Regions from separate parts of the Anser cygnoides genome. Here region 1 is linked to region 2. A link is a contact called in public Hi-C data. All regions are on one chromosome and are shown on one strand. Each heading gives the region's core, a stretch centred on a gene start, on an enhancer-like site or on the middle of the called end of the contact. The rest is flanking DNA. Distances are from core to core; before and after follow the strand shown. Region 1 holds the start of B9D1 (B9 domain containing 1). Region 2 holds the start of TEKT4 (tektin 4).

Region 1 (3,185 bases), core at 444-2,943, 350 kb after region 2:
GAGAAAGGTCTTCTTACAACTGGAAGGCGACAGAGGCCTTCCACGGGCAGGTACGGATGACTCATAGCTGCAGAATAACCCCGCTGCCTTTTCTCTGTCATGGGGAAAAATCTCTCGGTGCTGGTATTAACTCCTCCAGCAGCTGTATATCACTTGCTAGGCATGAAAAAAAAAAAAAATAGAAATAAAGAAAAAAAAAGTGTTAATTAAATGGCCTTGCTAGCTGCAAAGGACAGTTGTTTGAGAGCAGTTTTATTTTTCCCCTGATAATTTTCGGTTGAAACATATGATTTACTCTGAAGCATTTCCGAGGGGCAGGGGAGAAAGGATAAAATTTCAGTCATTCCCTCCCATCCCTCCTGCCTGTCTCCCATTCCCCTGTTGGCCAAGTTTTGTTTGCTGAATGTTTAAAAAAGAAAAAAAGTAAACTCAAAGAAAACTCGACAAATCTAATTGAAATAAATATTGGCAGAAAATATATCAGAACATGAAAGGCATTTTTCAGACACAGACAGTAGCGATAGTTTATTCTCAGTCCAGTCCAAACACGCACAGCACCCCTCACAAGGCAAGGGGCAGTATCTCGGGATGCCCTTTACCCTCAGGAAAAACACCCGAAACAAACAGTCCACAGTGTGGCACTGCAGAGAGCCAGGCCAGCAACGCGAGCCTCCGCAAGGCGGCTGCCAAAAAGGAGGCAAAATGGAGCTGATGGAGGAGGCCAGGGACTGAGGCTGCCTCCGACTCCTTGCTGTGGCAGCAAGGGAAGGCCAAGCAGGTGGCGGCCAGAGCTTTGCACGTTCCTCACATCGTTCCCCGGAGCCCAGTGCTGACTGAATGCCCCAGGACAGCTCGCAGGCAGGGCAGCAGTGTCTGCGATGGAGCATGGTGGCGAGGGGTGAGCGGCTGTGGCGGTGGCAAAGCTTCCCGGCACCATCGTCTCACGGCCTTTGTACGGAGGCAGCACGGCCGGGTCAGCAGCATCAGCTCTGAAAAGACGCACAGAATTCACTCCCCTTTTAATTAGAGCGGGCTAATCAACCCAGCGCAATCCCATTTCCTCGCCTTCCCATGGGATGTGCAGTCACATCCAGGTATCAGCGCTTATCGGGACACAGCTCGCTCCCGCCAGGCCGGGGAAACAAATACGCCATTACACGACGCTAATTACAAAGCCTTAAAACTCGACGCCTCACGGCCTGTGACAGGCCCCGTGTAGCTGTGACTGTGGCCCCGTGGGGACACCAGAACTGCCGGGTGCCCCCGTCCCTGTCGATCCCAAATGTTCCCCCCCGGCCACCCCAGGCCTGGGGCTCCCTGCGGGCGCAGCCGCCGCAGCCCGGCCGGCAGCAGCATCTAGTGGCCATTTCCTCGGCGTCTGCTGCAGGGAGCAGGCCCCGCTCCCTCACGCGGGCTGGGAATGCCTTAAAAAGAGCTCACCAGGAGCGATTTATGCAAACGTTATAAAACAAAAATGTATAAAATTCAAAACGCAACGTGGCTTGAGGATTAAGGGGGGAGATGGGCGGTGGAAGGCAGGTTCCCGTGGGCCTCGGCCCCAGCCCCTCAGGCCAGCGGCCGGGGGGGTGAGGAGAACCCGCTGTGCTGAACGAGGGGAGCGGCACTGCCGGCGTTTTGGGGCGATTCGCCCGCTTTTTGGTAACCCCGGGCGCTCCCCCGCAGCCCCGCGAAGCGCCGCCCGCTGCGGCATTTTGTCCCCTGCGCCGCTCCGTCCGTCCCCATGGCAACGGGGCCTAGCAGCGAGGCGGGCGCCATGGCGGCGGGCGGCGGCGGCGGCCCCGCCGTCTTCCTGGTGGCCGTCAACGGGCAGATCGAGAGCGGGGAGGTGAGCGGGGACCGCGGCGGGGGGCGGCCCGGCTTCGGCTCCGACCTCGGCCCGGCCTCGGCACCAGCCCCGGCGGCGCGGCCTTGCCCCGGCCTTCGGTCTCCGTGGGCCCGGCCCGCTCACGCCGCCCGTCTCCCTGCAGTTCCCCGGGTTTGACGAGCTCTACTGCAAGTTCTGCTTCGTCTACGGCCAGGACTGGGTTCCCACTGCTGTAAGGGTCCCTTGCGTGTCCCTGAAGCGCTGCCTGGCCAGCCGCGCGTGTGTGGGGGGGGGGGGGGCAGGCCCCCGCTCATGTCGCTTTCTCCCCCCTCAGGGCCTGGAGGAGGGCATCTCCCAGATCACCTCCAAGAGCGCCGTCGCGCCCACCACGCTCGTCTGGAACTTCCCCATCGAAATTACCTTCAAGAGCACCAACCCGTCCGGCTGTGAGTGCCCGGGGAGTGGGGGGGGGGGGGGGGGGGGGAAGGCTCGAAGACAAGGCACCTCGCTCACCCCCGCTTCTTCGGCAGGGCCGCAGATTGTCGTGAGCGTCTACGGACCTGATTTTTTTGGAAACGACGTGGTGAGAGGTTATGGAGCCGTTCACGTGCCCTTCACGCCTGGAAGGTGAGGTGACAGCCCTGCCATCTTTCAGGGCTAAAACTGAGATTAATTTCCAAGTTGCAATGTTAATGCAGGGACAAAACCGTCCCTACATTTGCTTATCGTGTCTTGTCCGTTTGGTACAAAGGGCACGGATTTTCTAGCAGTAGTCCCTGGTTATTATTATTGTTGGCAATCCCATAAGTTACTCCTTAAAGTTAGAACTGGCATGAAGACCACCGAAGTGTGAAGTTCAGTGTTAGCTCTCATCACTCTCTCCCCATCTCACTCAGCATACGCTAAGCTTTCATTCCTGCCACTTGAAATTATGCTCTTTCTATGCAAGCAAACACTTTCTTTGTGAAAGGAAAAGTACTGTTTTACTTTGAAGTGTTCAGTGGTCTGATGTGTCTGAAATTCTGCTGCCTGTACAAATATAAGACTTGACAGTGCTGTTTGCTTCATTTCTGAAGGTCTGCACCTCTCATGTTTGTTTTAGGCATAAGAGAACCATTGCTATGTTTGTTCCAGAGTCCACATCTAGGCTGCAAAAGTTTACAAGGTAATGATTAAAGACGTCTTATTTTTAAAGTTCTTGCTCTTACTTGCAAATGTCTATCCAGCTACTCAGTGGTGCGTATCTGTGTGCACTTTCTATCACAACCACGTGGTTTTGAAGGTAAAGACCCATTCTCAGGTGTCTGGGTTTTTTGAAGAGCTCTCTCTAAATGTGTTAACTCTCTGCTTGCAGTAACAC
Region 2 (3,215 bases), core at 606-3,105:
AGAGCATCAGGTTTGTTGAAGTCACACTGTCAGAAATACCATCTGTCTGGGCCCCCCGTGTGTCTGGAGCTGTCATCTCCCGCAGGTATCACATGGCTACATTGCACTGATGGGAGAGAGCCGTGCTGCTGCCCTGCCGTACAATCAAAATGATGGTTTGTGCTGAGACACAACCGTGCCGTGTCAGATCACCTTGTTGAGAACCTTGGCAAGACTACAGTGTCAGAACTGGTAGTAAAGGTAAAAGGCAGAGACTGCTCTCTTGAGCATGGAAGCAGGCAAGCAGCATTTCACTTGTCCTGAATAGTCGTTAACCATAGGTTCGTGTGCCCTACATAGTCTGCTTGCGGGGTACTGCATTTTTAAAGTGTAACCTGCAGAGATGAGAGGACTTTAATCCAAGCAGAGCCTGGAAGAAGTTTAATGACAGAATAGGATGCTCAGCTTGGTACAGGAAACCTCTGTTTTGATTTTGTATGGATCTGGTCTGAGAGGGGGGATCTGGTCTCCTCTGGTTGGACTCATGTGACTTTAAACATTTTTTAAACACAGGAAGGATTTGAAATAATCCCTCCTACATTTAGGATTGGCAGACAGAGTCCAGGCTCCCAGGAAGGGGAAACAAACCTCTGCGTCCTGCCAGAAGGTACCTTCACGCTGCAGTTATCACCTGCTGACCAAACTGCTCAGCATTTTAGAGGCAGGGGCAGCACTGTGAGAGGGCTGCCAACAGCCCTGCCCATCCTAACGCCCCGCTCACCTTCAGCAGCTCCCTCTCCACCTCATCACAGACCAGGTCCGGGGGCTGCCTGCGCTCCCGACACTGCAGGTTATCGGTGGCAATGCCGTAGGGCACCTCGGTGGCGTCGAGCGCCCTTTCCAGCCGCACCTTCTGGGCTGCCAGCAGGCCGGTCTCCGCGTCCAGGTCCTCGATCTCCTTCTGGAGCTCGCCCTTCCAGAAGTGAATGTCCTGCAGGCGCTGGCCTAGGGCGGCCGTGGAGTCCTGCTGGGCGCGCTGAGCGGCGGCAGCGGTGCGCTGGCACAGCTCCTTGGCCTCGTCCCGGTTGCGCTCGGCCTCCTGGCAGCTGGCGAAGGCCCGGTGGTACTGGGCGTAGTTGCTCTGGTGCCACTCGGGGGGCAGGTACTTGGCAGTGCGGAAGCCGGCCGTGGCCAGGCCGCTGGAGGAGTCGGGCCCGGTTTTCAGCGCCGCCTCGAACACCCTGGGGGGCAGCGCGGAGGCGGGCACGGGCGGCGGCGGGGGCTCGGCGGTCAGCAGGGCCCGGCCGGGCGCCTCGGACCCCGCCATGGCTGCGCTAGGCCGTGCCGCGTCCCGCCGTCGCCTAGGCAACGGCAGCAGCCAATGAGCAACCGGAACCTTCCCCGAGGAGAAGGGAAGGCGGCAACGGCAGTCACCAATCAGAACGCCAGCACGCCCCGAGGTGGAGTCGGTGTTGCCGTGGCGACGGAGAGAGCCAATGGGGAGGGAGCGGGGGGCGCGGCGGGCTGGCGGTGTCATGGCGGGGCCTGTCATGGCGGGGCCGGGCGGGTTGCCCTCGCACTGTAACCGTTGTGACCCCCCCGTGCGAGTGCGCGGGTGGGAATAAAGAGAGAATTCTGCACTGCGTTTTGCCTCTTCCTTGTGCTCCGCGACTTCCCTTTCCCCCCCGCGATCGCACTTGCCCTTCATTGTCTGGGAACGGGGAGGATCCTGACAGGGCCCGTCCCAAACGTCGGCCCCCAGGCCGCTGCGTGTGCCTGTGGCAGCCGGCTGGTGCCGCGCCCCCTTACCTGGCACCTGAGGGGACACCGACAGCGTGGGCTGGGCTTTTAGATTATTTTTTGGGGGTCGCCATTGCTGGGCTGGAAGGTGAGGCAGGGCTCGGAGCGCGGCGGTGGGTGCTGCGAGCACGGGGACAACAGAGGGCACTCTCGTCCTTGCGCTGCGGCAATCTCTCTTCACAGTCCTTTTTAAGTAGAAAATAGAAAGGAAGATGAAGCCATGTGCTCTGTCGCCCGCCCGGTGCCGTGCAGCACCACAGCACCATGCCCGGTGCTGAGGGAGCGGTGCCCGGCCTGTGCCCAGGTGTGCGCCCCGGCTGCTGGGAGGTGCCACCCAAACTGCTGCTTAAAATATTTTGCTTTAAATCAGTTCGCTGTAAACCCACAAAAAGTCAATGGTCAGTCTTCCTACAGGGCCTTGCACTCCTTGGAGAGATCAACAGGTTGCTGCTGACAGAGTGGTTGCGTTCGAAAGATGCATTCTGCCGCGGCTGGCAGCATGGCCCCAGCAAAACTTCCATTCCACAGGGGCAATGTTGAAAAAGGAGACTGAATCCCAGCAGAAGTGAGAAATCCTGCCTCTTCCCTTTCATTAACCAGCACCACTGGATGAGCTTTTTGCACTGCTGAAGTCACTGCACCCTTTGCTTTCCCTTTGGACTTCATTTCTCTTTCTTTCTTTTTTTTTTTTTTTCTTTTTTTCCAAGCATCTTTCCTCTAACTGTCCCATCTGTTCCCTTCCTTAAGTTGCCCCCAGCTTGCATCTTTCCTCTGCTTGTGGCCTTCTCAGCATGGTGATCTATGCAAAGTTTGCATTTTTAAAGTACAGTAAGTGTACAGGAAAAGCCCAGCTGAGCTATTCAGAGTGAAAGTTCTTGGTATGGAAAATACATTTTTGAAAATAAGGGCAGCAAAGATTTGCTATTAATATAGCATTTTCTCTTGGGGTAGGGGGTCAAAAAAGGGCCTTTATTAGTGGCATCTTACCACAGCCCAGTCAGTATCACCCAGGCAGTTTTGCAGAACGGTCCGTTAGGGCCACGATGGGATGTGTCTGAGGTTGCAAACATAGCAGCAGACCGGGCTGAGTCCCTGGTCCTAAATGTGACTAATAAATTAATAGTCTTCTCCAAGAGGGAAACAATGCACGAAAAATATGTAAATTCTTCCTGATCCAATGCAACTATTACTTCAATGAGCAGCTTTATTGTTGTTATCCCAACTGGACATTGCTTCCAAGGAACAGATTTTGGAGAGTTTTGTCATCAGGCTGTTTTTTGTTTTGTTTTGCTTTGTATTAGTCAGTCCAAGCCTGCTTTCAAGTGTTCACAGATGCATCTCGTCTTAACAGGCTGTACATCACATCGCTGCAAGAAATAAAAGCAAAACCTATTGGCACCTGGCAGATTCAGGAGTTCCCTTCATTATCCAGGGCA

Evidence for each region. A called contact is a pair of places that touch in the nucleus more often than the background predicts.
Region 1: a contact with region 2 is called in a Hi-C map of granulosa cells, with 2.5 times the contacts expected there. The contact joins the promoter of B9D1 here to the promoter of TEKT4 in region 2. A contact is called at or near these places in 2 of 7 Hi-C or Micro-C datasets (granulosa cells and liver).

The regions. Positions count from the first base shown.
Region 1 is chr15:2,773,518-2,776,702 of Taihu_goose_T2T_genome, forward strand. It overlaps B9D1 (B9 domain containing 1), which reads left to right and starts at 1,694. Exons shown (of 7, transcript XM_048066414.2): 1 at 1,694-1,846; 2 at 1,989-2,057; 3 at 2,160-2,271; 4 at 2,356-2,452; 5 at 2,928-2,990. The coding sequence starts at 1,742.
Region 2 is chr15:2,419,965-2,423,179 of Taihu_goose_T2T_genome, forward strand. TEKT4 (tektin 4) reads right to left here and starts at 1,856. Exons shown (of 6, transcript XM_013175036.3): 1 at 761-1,856. The coding sequence starts at 1,687.